2 separate regions of the Oncorhynchus mykiss genome follow, and region 2 is linked to region 1. A link is a contact called in public Hi-C data. All regions are on one chromosome and are shown on one strand. The core of a region is the stretch at or near the end of the contact, and the rest is flanking DNA. Distances in the headings are between cores, read along the strand shown.

Region 1 (5,008 bases), core at 1,348-3,847:
TGGGCGCTGTACAACATGACTTTAGGCTACAGTACTACAGTAAGAGCAAAGTAATCCTAACATTTCCACACCCTAATTGTAGTCTAAGCTTCTCTTAGAATAAAAACCTTAGTGTAACAACAGTTTTATTAAGTGATACTGAAGTCGTGCACAATTATCAGTTTCTATTTAGGTTTATGTAGCCCATTCATTTTCAGTTAGACACACAGTAGCGCCTTGGGATCCAAAAGCATAATCAGTGCTCTAACTCCCCCTTGCGCTGGTCTGGAGCAATGAAGTAGTGACGCAGGGTACCGTACTAAACTACTAAACTTTTAGTGGAGCAACCATTGTAGCTATAGCTACTCTATAAGCTAGCTTGACGTACTAGAAAGTAATATAAACAAGTTTCGAAAAAAGTAACTTCAATAAATGTGGTTTACTATCTTCTGAAGCAATTTGGTTATCCTGTCTTGATTGCAGAAGTCCTATTTTGTTATCTCACAAAACGAGTCAGTGAATCATGCCATTTCCATGGTAACCAGATACTCTTTCTGCCATACATGTCTTCAAACTCCTGTAAAACCCCTTAAGAATGCCCTTACTTAAAGGAAATATTTGAGGGGCTCTATGCAACGCCCTTGAACAATTCCCTTAGATAAAGGGAAATTATTCCTTAAGGGATTAAGGAAAACACTTAAAATGTTCTATGCAACCGGGCCCCTAACTTTAAGTTGTAATGTACAAACCTTGTAGACGACTTTGACCAGTTCCATAGATGAAAATGTGTTCCCTCCGGCTGCCTGGAGGACACTGAGGATCTGCTGCTCTCTGAGGTTTCTATGGCTGATGTAATGCTGGATCTTAGAACCAGCGTCTTGGACCACAGGTCCATGACCTAAAGAAATGAGTTTGGGAAGAAAGTAACATAGATGTTTTTGTATCAAGTCCTATGCATAGTTGACATAGCTGTAAATGTAAACTAGTAATCTGAAGAAGAGCCTCTCAAATCATGATGTCATGTGGCTTCAGACATCTATATATTTGTGTCCACTTAATGACACACTCTACGTCCCAATTGGCACCCTATTCACTATTTAGTGCACTACCAGGGCATATGGACAAAATTACTGCACTAAATAGGGAATAAGGTGCCATTTGGGACGCATTCCCATGAGTTTTAATAAGTGTTTTAGAGCTCAATAACAAACCTGGGTATATTAGGTCAGCCTGTGAGTCCAGCAGAATCTGCAGAGATTTCATATAGTCATAGAGATCTTCAAACACGGCCGTTCCCTCCCCCAAAATACAGTCTCCTGAGAAGATGGCCTTCTCTTCCTCCAAAACAAGGGCCATGTGGTCATCTGTGTGTCCTGGGGTGAATAGGACTCTGCGCACGCACACAAATGCACACACCCACAGTTATACATAGAGCCATAATAAAGCTTATGCACTTCACAGTGCTTGACTTGGACTAAAATAGGTGCCGGGACTGTTTATATTTAGGTGCAGGAGCTTCACAATACTTCTGAGCCAACATTCTATAAGAGGTGCAGGAGCTCAAGCAGTAGAATGGAGGTGCCGGTACTCAGCTCCGGTGAGCTGCTGCCCAAGTCAAACACTGGCACTACACTATTTACACAGTAACGTTACACTTACTTCAGTGTGGCCCCCTCAGTTTCTATGACGTCTCCATGTTTCAGGTAAGTGTACGTCTTACTTGGTCCTATTCTTTCGTCAGTTGGGGGAGAGCGAGGGAGTTTACTTACTTGTAACTCAGAACCTGCGTGGAGAAATAAAAGCACATAGGCACACAAGTGATGTGTGGCTTTCTGAGTCAGCGTCAACAAAAAGCACATAACGCCTCTGAAGCTGTCAATCTGTGGCTGACAAAATGAGACAGTTACTATCGTCAGGTGTCTGTCACTCACTTCCAGTAATGTCTCTGCAGATGTCGATCACCCCACCTGTATGGTCGTGGTGCCAATGGGTGACAATGATCTCCTGGATGGCAGTGTTGAACTGGCTCAAGGCTTGTTGGAGACTGCTGATGTACTCAGGGACGGCAGGCTCTCCTGTGTCTATCAACACTCGCCTTAAAACAAGAATGGTCTGAATTTAATTCATGCAGTTTGATACTTTTGTGTAGTTTCCATATCCATAACACTCTTTCAATAAAATTGTACTACATTAGACCTTCAACTGAAAATGGATAGGCACGCATGAAGCAATGCTGTCCAAGAGGGGAAATGCGAGGCTAGTACAGGTGTGGAATACATTTCCACAAAACGAAAATACCTTTTCCCCGTTCCAACTAAATACGTATTGGTTCCTTGTAGTGTCATTGGACCAGGGTTGCATCCCAGGATTCGCACAACTCTGGACGATAGCTGCTCGATACGAGGGAGTATTGCACTCATGGTTCACGACGCAATCAGGTACGTATATCAATTGTGCTGATGTTAGTAACTCAAAGCCCCGTGCAATGTGAAAATAAAATCTGTAGTCCAAGACGCTGAAGTTGTAAATTAGCTTTGAACTTCACCTCTCCGATGTAAATAAACATTGACCTGGAGTGGAGGATTACTTCCTGTGTGACGTGGCACCTCACCTCGTTTCAAAATAAAAGCCTCATTATCCAAATAAAAGTGTTTGCTAAAAGTCTAAACAATTTAGCCTCAAACTACAAAACGATTGCATATAATTTCATAATAATTATAGTACATCGTAAATACTGCCCCCCCCCCCCCCCCCCCCCCCCCCAAAAAAAAATAATATATATATATGACAGACACAAGCACGAGATGGTAGTAACTGAGCTAGGTCAATAGGTAGAGCCATTGTCAAATCTTATTCAGAGATACATGGTTAATCAATTGACTATATCAGTATGTTGTAGATAAAGTGTGACAGGATAATAAGATAATTACGATTTATGATAAACACATTTGCACATTTCTCTGTAGAAAAAAACAAGAACGACCGTTTTCAGCACAAACTGTTGAAAACAACTATACGTCATGTGTGTGTGAGCATTTGTTTCTTTCCAGTTTAAATATCACCTTGGGTTTGTTTAGCCTCTGTAAGTGTATTGACTTTAATTATTTATAGTAAGTAAAGCTAAATGATTTTTGTCTGCTGTCATCGGCATAAATGTAATAGACCTTCACACATTTCTACATGTCATTTATTACACGATTTAACACCAACTCATTTAATGTGTTTTGACTTTGCAGTTCCTATGCATTGGCCGTATCGTCATTATATAGAATATAAGGGACAGCATGATCTTAAATAAAGCTGTGTGATATTTATTTTATTCATTCTATTACCCCCCTAAGTGCTTCATGAGTAATAGTACATGCATTACAAGAGATCAATACAGTCAAATTAACCCATAAAACTGACATAGGATGCAGCTGTAAATCGTACAATGGGTCCAACTACACCCATAACACAACCCATCCCACTGAATGCTGTGTTTGATATTTGTCTCTCATAAATTGTGACCTATAAAAATGGCTGCTTGGTCTATATAATATTTACAGGAGCGTTGAGAGGTAGCAGAGACCTTTTCTAAATGAAATGGATCCTGCCATCTGGGTATCAGGGCCCTTTTCTTCTCTTCTCTCCCTCTGTAATTACACAACATAATGGCTGTGCAATCTGTCTGTAATCTCACATTATAATCACTCTGCTTTCCTTCCCTCTGCACCTCACTCTCTCTCCACTGCTGCTAATTCAATATAAATGTAAATGACCGGGAGAAAGAATGGAGAAAGAAATGTAGAAATCTCATTTTTATTTACATGCCTAATCACAATAAATTGTTTTGTGTGAATTTTGGTGAAATATGAATGGGGTCGTAGAGGATAAGGGAAAATGAGAGAAGTTTGAGGATGTTTGAAGAATCCTTTGGTTAAAGCGTTTTATTTCACAAATCCATCATAGTGCCCTTGTTATAGGCTTACTGAACCATAGTGCTATTCAGACATGAACTATTTCTTCCATTTAAAAACATCACAGAACCCTTCATAATTCACAAAAATAGGGAATATAACGGCACTAATTTTATCATCATTTATTATTGAAAATGCACAAAAACGTTGCGTAATTACATCTCCCATTTAGAAACTTAATTTACCAATGGTTTAAATGGAGAGAGAGACTGGGAGAGAGAGAGAAGGAGAGAGACAGAGGGAGAGAAACCAGCTCATTGGACCGAAGACACGTTGCGTTAATAATGTATGACTAAGCAGGTGTAGCAGGATGAGAGTTTAAATATGGATTATAGATAACAGACATTTTAGGGTAGATGCCTGATGTGTAATCTCTCAACTGTCCTTCAACAAATCACTGCAATATACACCCACTAATATTTTATGGGAGCAGTAGTGAGGATGCCCGAGTCACAATTATCTCTTGAATATCCCACTTTGCTTGTGTTGTTATCAAAGTATTATCATCCAAATACAGTCTCTACTTCGCCTATGTATTTCTTATACTATTCTGACTGTACTCCATATATCTGCTGTTTACTAGTTTCATCATTCAGAATCCTTGTATTCAAGCAATATCTCACCGTTCATTACACCCCTAAACCTAACCCTGTCAGTCCCGAGTCCGTTCAAATGAGACACAAGCAATGATGTATGCATGAGCCCTGAGTGCAGTGAAGGACTCTTCAAGTCAAAGTTGTGATAACATTTTCTTTGCGTCTGCATAAACCCTTCTTGAAATGTATCAACATGTTCTGTCCCCTGACAAACCGTTGACTGCCTTGTATGATGTCACCACCAATGAAGGATGCTTGACTTGTTACTATCCCTCCTCTTGCTGTGATGAAACATCGACGGGTCTGTAGTGGATTGAGAGCTTGAAGTTCCTCTGTGTCCACATCACTAAGGAATTAACATGGTCCACACACACCCACACAGTTGTGAAGAGGGCACTACAACGCTTCTTCCCGCTCAGGAGGATGAAAATGATTGACATGGGCCCTCAGATCCTCAAAAAGGTCTACAGCTGC
Region 2 (5,393 bases), core at 1,266-3,765, 180 kb before region 1:
GAACTCATTAGCAATGCTCCTCTGGAGCTCAGAGAAGGTGGTCTGAGCCTGTAGAGTGAGCATGGCCTGCCGCCCGTCGCTAGTGGTGACACGGATCTTCTTCTCCTTGCTGGAAGTGGGGGAGAAGGAGGATTTGGTGGGTGTGGCTGGGGAGGAGGAATGTTCCTGAGCAGCACTTGGGGAGGGTGGCCTGCCCTGTCCCTTCTGCTCCTGCTTCAGTCGATCCGTCCTCCTCTTCTGGGTCACTAGGGCCTGCTCGCTGATGCTCTGCTGAAGGCTCCGCTCTGCCTTACTCACTGTAAGCTCCTCTTTGTGAATGGTCTTTGATTTCTGCCCAGTTAGTATGATCTTAGTCGGTGGCTGTGTGTCAACAGCCTGCTGAGTTTCCACCACGTCTGTGAGCCTCTGAGCATGCGCCCCGTCAATGGAGACTGGGTTATACTCGTCTGGGTTCTTCTTGGCAGTGTGATGTAAAATGGTGTTCACCACTTTCTGCACTAGGAGCTCACTGCCAAACTCCCCAGGGAAATGCTTGGTGACCAGTTTCATGGCGACATCATACACGTTGCTGTTCAGGTCCACATTAACCTCATACTGGAACCAGTACACAGTCTCCCGCACGACCCGCCCACCCCACTCCAGAGTGATGGGGAAAGCCTCTGGCAGATTGTCGTATTCCTTTCCCTCCCAGTAGTGCTTAAAGCCACAGCCACATTTGCCCCCCTGGGAGCGGGTGTTTGTTCTGTCTCCATCCAGATACACCACAGAGCCGTTGCCATGGATGTGGCGCACGGAGGTGCCGTGGCACCAGTTGCATGTGTTCAAAGAGCTCAGCTTGTAGTCAGGAATGAGGATGTCCCTCTCAGGGTCGTAACAGCAGACAACCTTGTTCAGCGGGAAGCTGTAGTTCTTGTCAGGTCTGAGCTTCCCGTGGGTGGATTTAGCCAGGTTGTAGAGCTTACCACCTGGAGCCAGCCACTCAGGTAGAACATGAAGCTCAGAGAGTGCATTGCAGATCAGACAGCGATGTAGCCGGTTTTCCATGACTGATTTCCTGGCAGCCTCCGTCACCTCTTCGGGTTGGACGCCGATCACACCGGTCCGTCTGTAAACGTACTGATGCACGTCTGCCACCAGGGAGGGGTGGATTCCATGTTTCTCCATGAAGATCTCCTCCATGGCATTGACCAGTCTCATCACATACTTGTCTTGTAAGCTCCTGTCTCCCCCGATGACACAGCTCCCATCTTGTTCCAGCTTTATATACTTCTTGATGAGCTCCTGTGGCACTCCCCATGCCTTGGGGAGAAGCCTCGGTGGCAGCTTGGGGAGAAGGGTGTTCTTTATCCCGACGAGGGGGATGTAGTGGTTACGCCCTGAGCTACTCCAGGCGATGCATATAGGCTTGTTAAACTTCCCGTCTTTTCCTTTGCACTGCTCTTCCGGCACAAGCCCAGGGAGAAAACTTGCAGAGTAATCCCCAGAGCTCCTCATTCCACTCAGTGAATCTAACAAGATTATGGGGCGGTGCAACACATTGGCCAAGCCGAATATGTGAATGTTCCGAAGTCCCAGTGGCACACCCTCCGGTGGGATAAACAGGGGGTCACATTCGTTGATGATGTCCTCCCATTCGGCTGCATCAATAAAATCCTGAAAGAGTGCCTTGTAGCGATCCAAGTTTTGTTTGAAATGTTGTTTCAAATTCTCTCTCAAGGCATGCCAGAACAGTTCTCTGCCTACCAGGGCCCTGGACACAGCATGAACAAGACAATGTCCATCTCCATCCACATGAACAGGAATGAGGCATTCTTTGTTGCTGTTTGCTTTCTTCATCTCCTCCAAAGTGTCGTGAAGGTATATCAGGCTCCCGGATCTGTCCTTGCCATAGCCAACCGTAGATACATGCTCCTGTTCAATTAGAAACGCCCTGTCTCCTAGAAGTGAACAGTCGAACATTTCTCCTTGATTCATTTCCCGCAGCAGTTTCGCTTTTCCCGTCTGCTTATCCATTCCATACCTTGTGAGAATAGGAGAAAGGAGCTTGCAATGGTAGTTGGAAAGCCCCATCACTTTCACCAGCTCTGTTCCCTTTTTCGGTGCACCAGTGACACCGAGTAAGGCATTTCTTAACAAATTGTGAAGCACAACGTCTGGATCAGTTACTTCTTCCACATTTAAAAGATTATTCTGTTCGTGGCGTTGGCCACACTCTGTGCATTCAATGCTAATCGAACCGTAAGCAGGGAAGAATAGCCTCGCCTGGCATTTCGGGTCTGGGCAGGTACCGGACAAAATACGCTTGTCCTTTTTCTTGGAGCCCTGTAGCAACGACATTCTGGCGAATAAAACTATACTATGTATTGATCCTACAAGACCATAATGGTTTAACCACCAAATAACTGCCTAGCAATCCCGCTTTTACTCAAGAACTAAGCTAGTATTTGCCAGAATAACAACCGATAACAACACGGAAGCGATTGTTTTTTTCTCTCCATGAACGAACGACTAGCGTTTCGTCAGCAACACTAAAAAAGGTACTTCCGGGTCATGTAATTTCAGCAATTTTCAAAATAAAAGTTCCCCACATAATAGTAGAAATGTTTAATTTATTCATGATAATGAACAATAATTGTCGAAACATTAACAATGAGTAAATGTTCATAATTAAATGACATTTGCATTAGAAAACTATTCTAGGTGCCGAAGTAAAGGTGGGGTTGGGATTACCCAGTAGGGTCTGTTGATGGTGTTATTTCATGGGGACTGAGGTCTATGCCCAGCAAAACCTTCTACTCCACCCACTCCAGTATACTCACGAGAGTGCGTAGAACACAAAACAGCCAATCGCCTCCTCAAGCCTCTTCCTTCAAGTAAACGGATGAGACCCAGGACAGCAAGACTTGGTCACATTTGATTTGATTTTATCAGCACCTTCTCTGAGGCTATGAGGTCGATGAACTCATGTTGAGTCTAAATCATACTTCTACACTGTTGTACTGTCACTTTAACTCTGCTGACTGACGAATTGAGGACTATATCTAAATGATGAAACTATACATGAACTAATTTATAGCTTTCTCTTTGTTTGCTTCCAATGTGAAATAAACGCCATTCCATACCAGACTTGCACTCTTGGCTTTCCCTATAATGTGTGTGCCAAATTCCAACTATTCCCTGGTGATTGGGAAAGAAAAGAATTACTTAAAAGAAACAATGTTAACAATGTGGCCAGTAGATGGGGTGTTAATTGACTGGCACACCTGTAAATTACCAACATTATAATTGAATTACAAAACTTCCATCAGCAAGGCTGTTCTGAATGGATCGTCACTTTTCATTCATCTAGCAAACTCATAACTCACATCGCTTTCTCTCACCTTTTATACGATAATTATTATATCTGTCTTTGAGGAGCATTTCAAGCATTTTGGCTAGACAAATCACCCAAATGATGCCTATAGCCTATCAACGGTTATCACAGAGTTTAACCGCACTTTTCTTCAACCTACCCTGGTCGCAATTCATCAAAATGGTTTCATCTTGGACTTGTGAGTTCAAGTTTCTGTGGTTGTGTGACATATAATTGCCTCATAAAATAGCTCTGTGCTCACTAGGAAAAGGTAGATTCTAGTGAATAGACTGGATGGACCCTGTGGCTCCATTTTAAGCTGTTTGACCACAGTAAAGGTCTAGCAACACTTCCTGACCTTGTTCAAACTCACCTGATTTGTATTCTAAGGACTGTAGTGAGTAGACTGGATCCTGGTTTTATAGACACACAATTGATCGTTTTGCCTGTACAGTGTTATATTTGTACCGTAGTGTCCAGTGGCTCCATTTTAAGCTGTTTGACTGCAGTAAAAGTCCAGCAACACTGGATATGACCTAGATTTTTAAAAATCAAACTGACCTTTTTTTGTATAATAGGGACTCTGGTGAGTATGCTGGACGATGGTTTTATGGACCAATCCATTGTTTTCCTGTACAGAATACAGTAAGACCTTTCTTAAACATTACATTTCAAAATTGCATCCTTGAACAATAACACCAGTAAATTAACAAGATTCATACAATCAAAATAACGAGTTATTTTCTTAGCTTGTCATTGTATATATATATATATATGTTTTACCAGTAGGCTAATATGTTCTTTACATGAATTGACTTAATCTCCAACCCTTTCTCAATGTGCCCCACCTTATAAAATTATTTATCTTATACAAAGTAGTAATACTCTTGAGATTTTCCCACCATGTAGTAAAAAAAAAATCGCATCATTTTAACATTATGCACCTTGAAAATCTGCAAAAATGATTGATTTTGTATCATACACATAGCGTTTTAAGGCAGACTTTTAATTTGAAGGTAAAATCTGAAAACCGGAAGTCTCAATGCTGCTGCCCTGACTCTGTTGAGCGTCTGTGGCGAAACGCAGTTTTCCATGGGTTGTGGTACAGATAGTTTTCTAAACTGTGCTAGTTGCGTTTATCTTTTGATATGAGTCCAAACCAGGACACATATAATAATTTAACGAATACTAAGTAAGATTTATTATCTTATTGTGTCAAGTAACTATGCCTATTACAGTCAGATTTGGATAAATTAGTTGTTTATTTGGCTTAAAATTTACTACAAGTACCATGATGCGTTTTGGTTTTGCACAAATCAACCTAATTTATTTATTAATTAATTTACCTGAATATGTTTTACATTTATACACTTCTAGAACAGAGTATGTGCAATACAAGTGTGTGTTAACGAATCTCTAACGTTGCTGTGTCAAAAGATTAACGGTACATGCATGAGGAGACAGCAACATATAAGGAGTCATATGTTGGCAACATTAGCTAGTATTAGCCACTAGCTAGCTACAGTCTTCCCAAATTCGAGAAACATTTTGTTGTAATCAATGTCAATATATATTTTATTTTGCTTTACTGCTATTAGCCCATACAAACGCATTGAATAATAGGTTCACCACATGGAACAACAGCTAGTCCCCCCCAGAAATATCTAACGTAAGTTATTCTTTCCATAATAGTTTGTAGGCCAAACCGTTTGGACGCTACATACGATTTTGTGAGAAGACCAATTTTCAGGATGTCTCATGGCCTGACAAAAACCGCTTTACCGCTGTCAACTTTCACCGCAGATGCGACACAGGTGGAGGATAACAGATCTCTACTTTAAATTGGACGGATTTTGATGTGGATTTTGCATTATGCTAATTCGATTTTCACAGGGACGCAGACATCGAGGTGCAGGCACACTAGATAGTGGTAAATTGGCGAGTGATGCTTAGGCCGCCCATTGTAACTCGCTTGCGGGCGTGCTGGCAGCATATGGCAGCCTTCTCGATTGTGAGTCAAGAATTCAGCATAGCAAGTTTG

What was found. A called contact is a pair of places that touch in the nucleus more often than the background predicts.
Region 2: a contact with region 1 is called in a Hi-C map of liver, with 7 times the contacts expected there. The contact joins the promoter of LOC110530272 here to the promoter of lactb2 in region 1. A contact is called at or near these places in 2 of 3 Hi-C or Micro-C datasets (blood and liver).

What each region holds. Positions count from the first base shown.
Region 1 is chr8:60,959,305-60,964,312 of USDA_OmykA_1.1, reverse strand. It overlaps lactb2 (endoribonuclease LACTB2), which reads right to left and starts at 2,597. Exons shown (of 7, transcript XM_021613185.2): 1 at 2,278-2,597; 2 at 1,947-2,074; 3 at 1,639-1,762; 4 at 1,191-1,369; 5 at 729-877. The coding sequence starts at 2,399.
Region 2 is chr8:61,142,864-61,148,256 of USDA_OmykA_1.1, reverse strand. LOC110530272 (deubiquitinating protein VCIP135) reads right to left here and starts at 2,515. Exons shown (of 3, transcript XM_021613194.2): 1 at 1-2,515. The coding sequence starts at 2,337.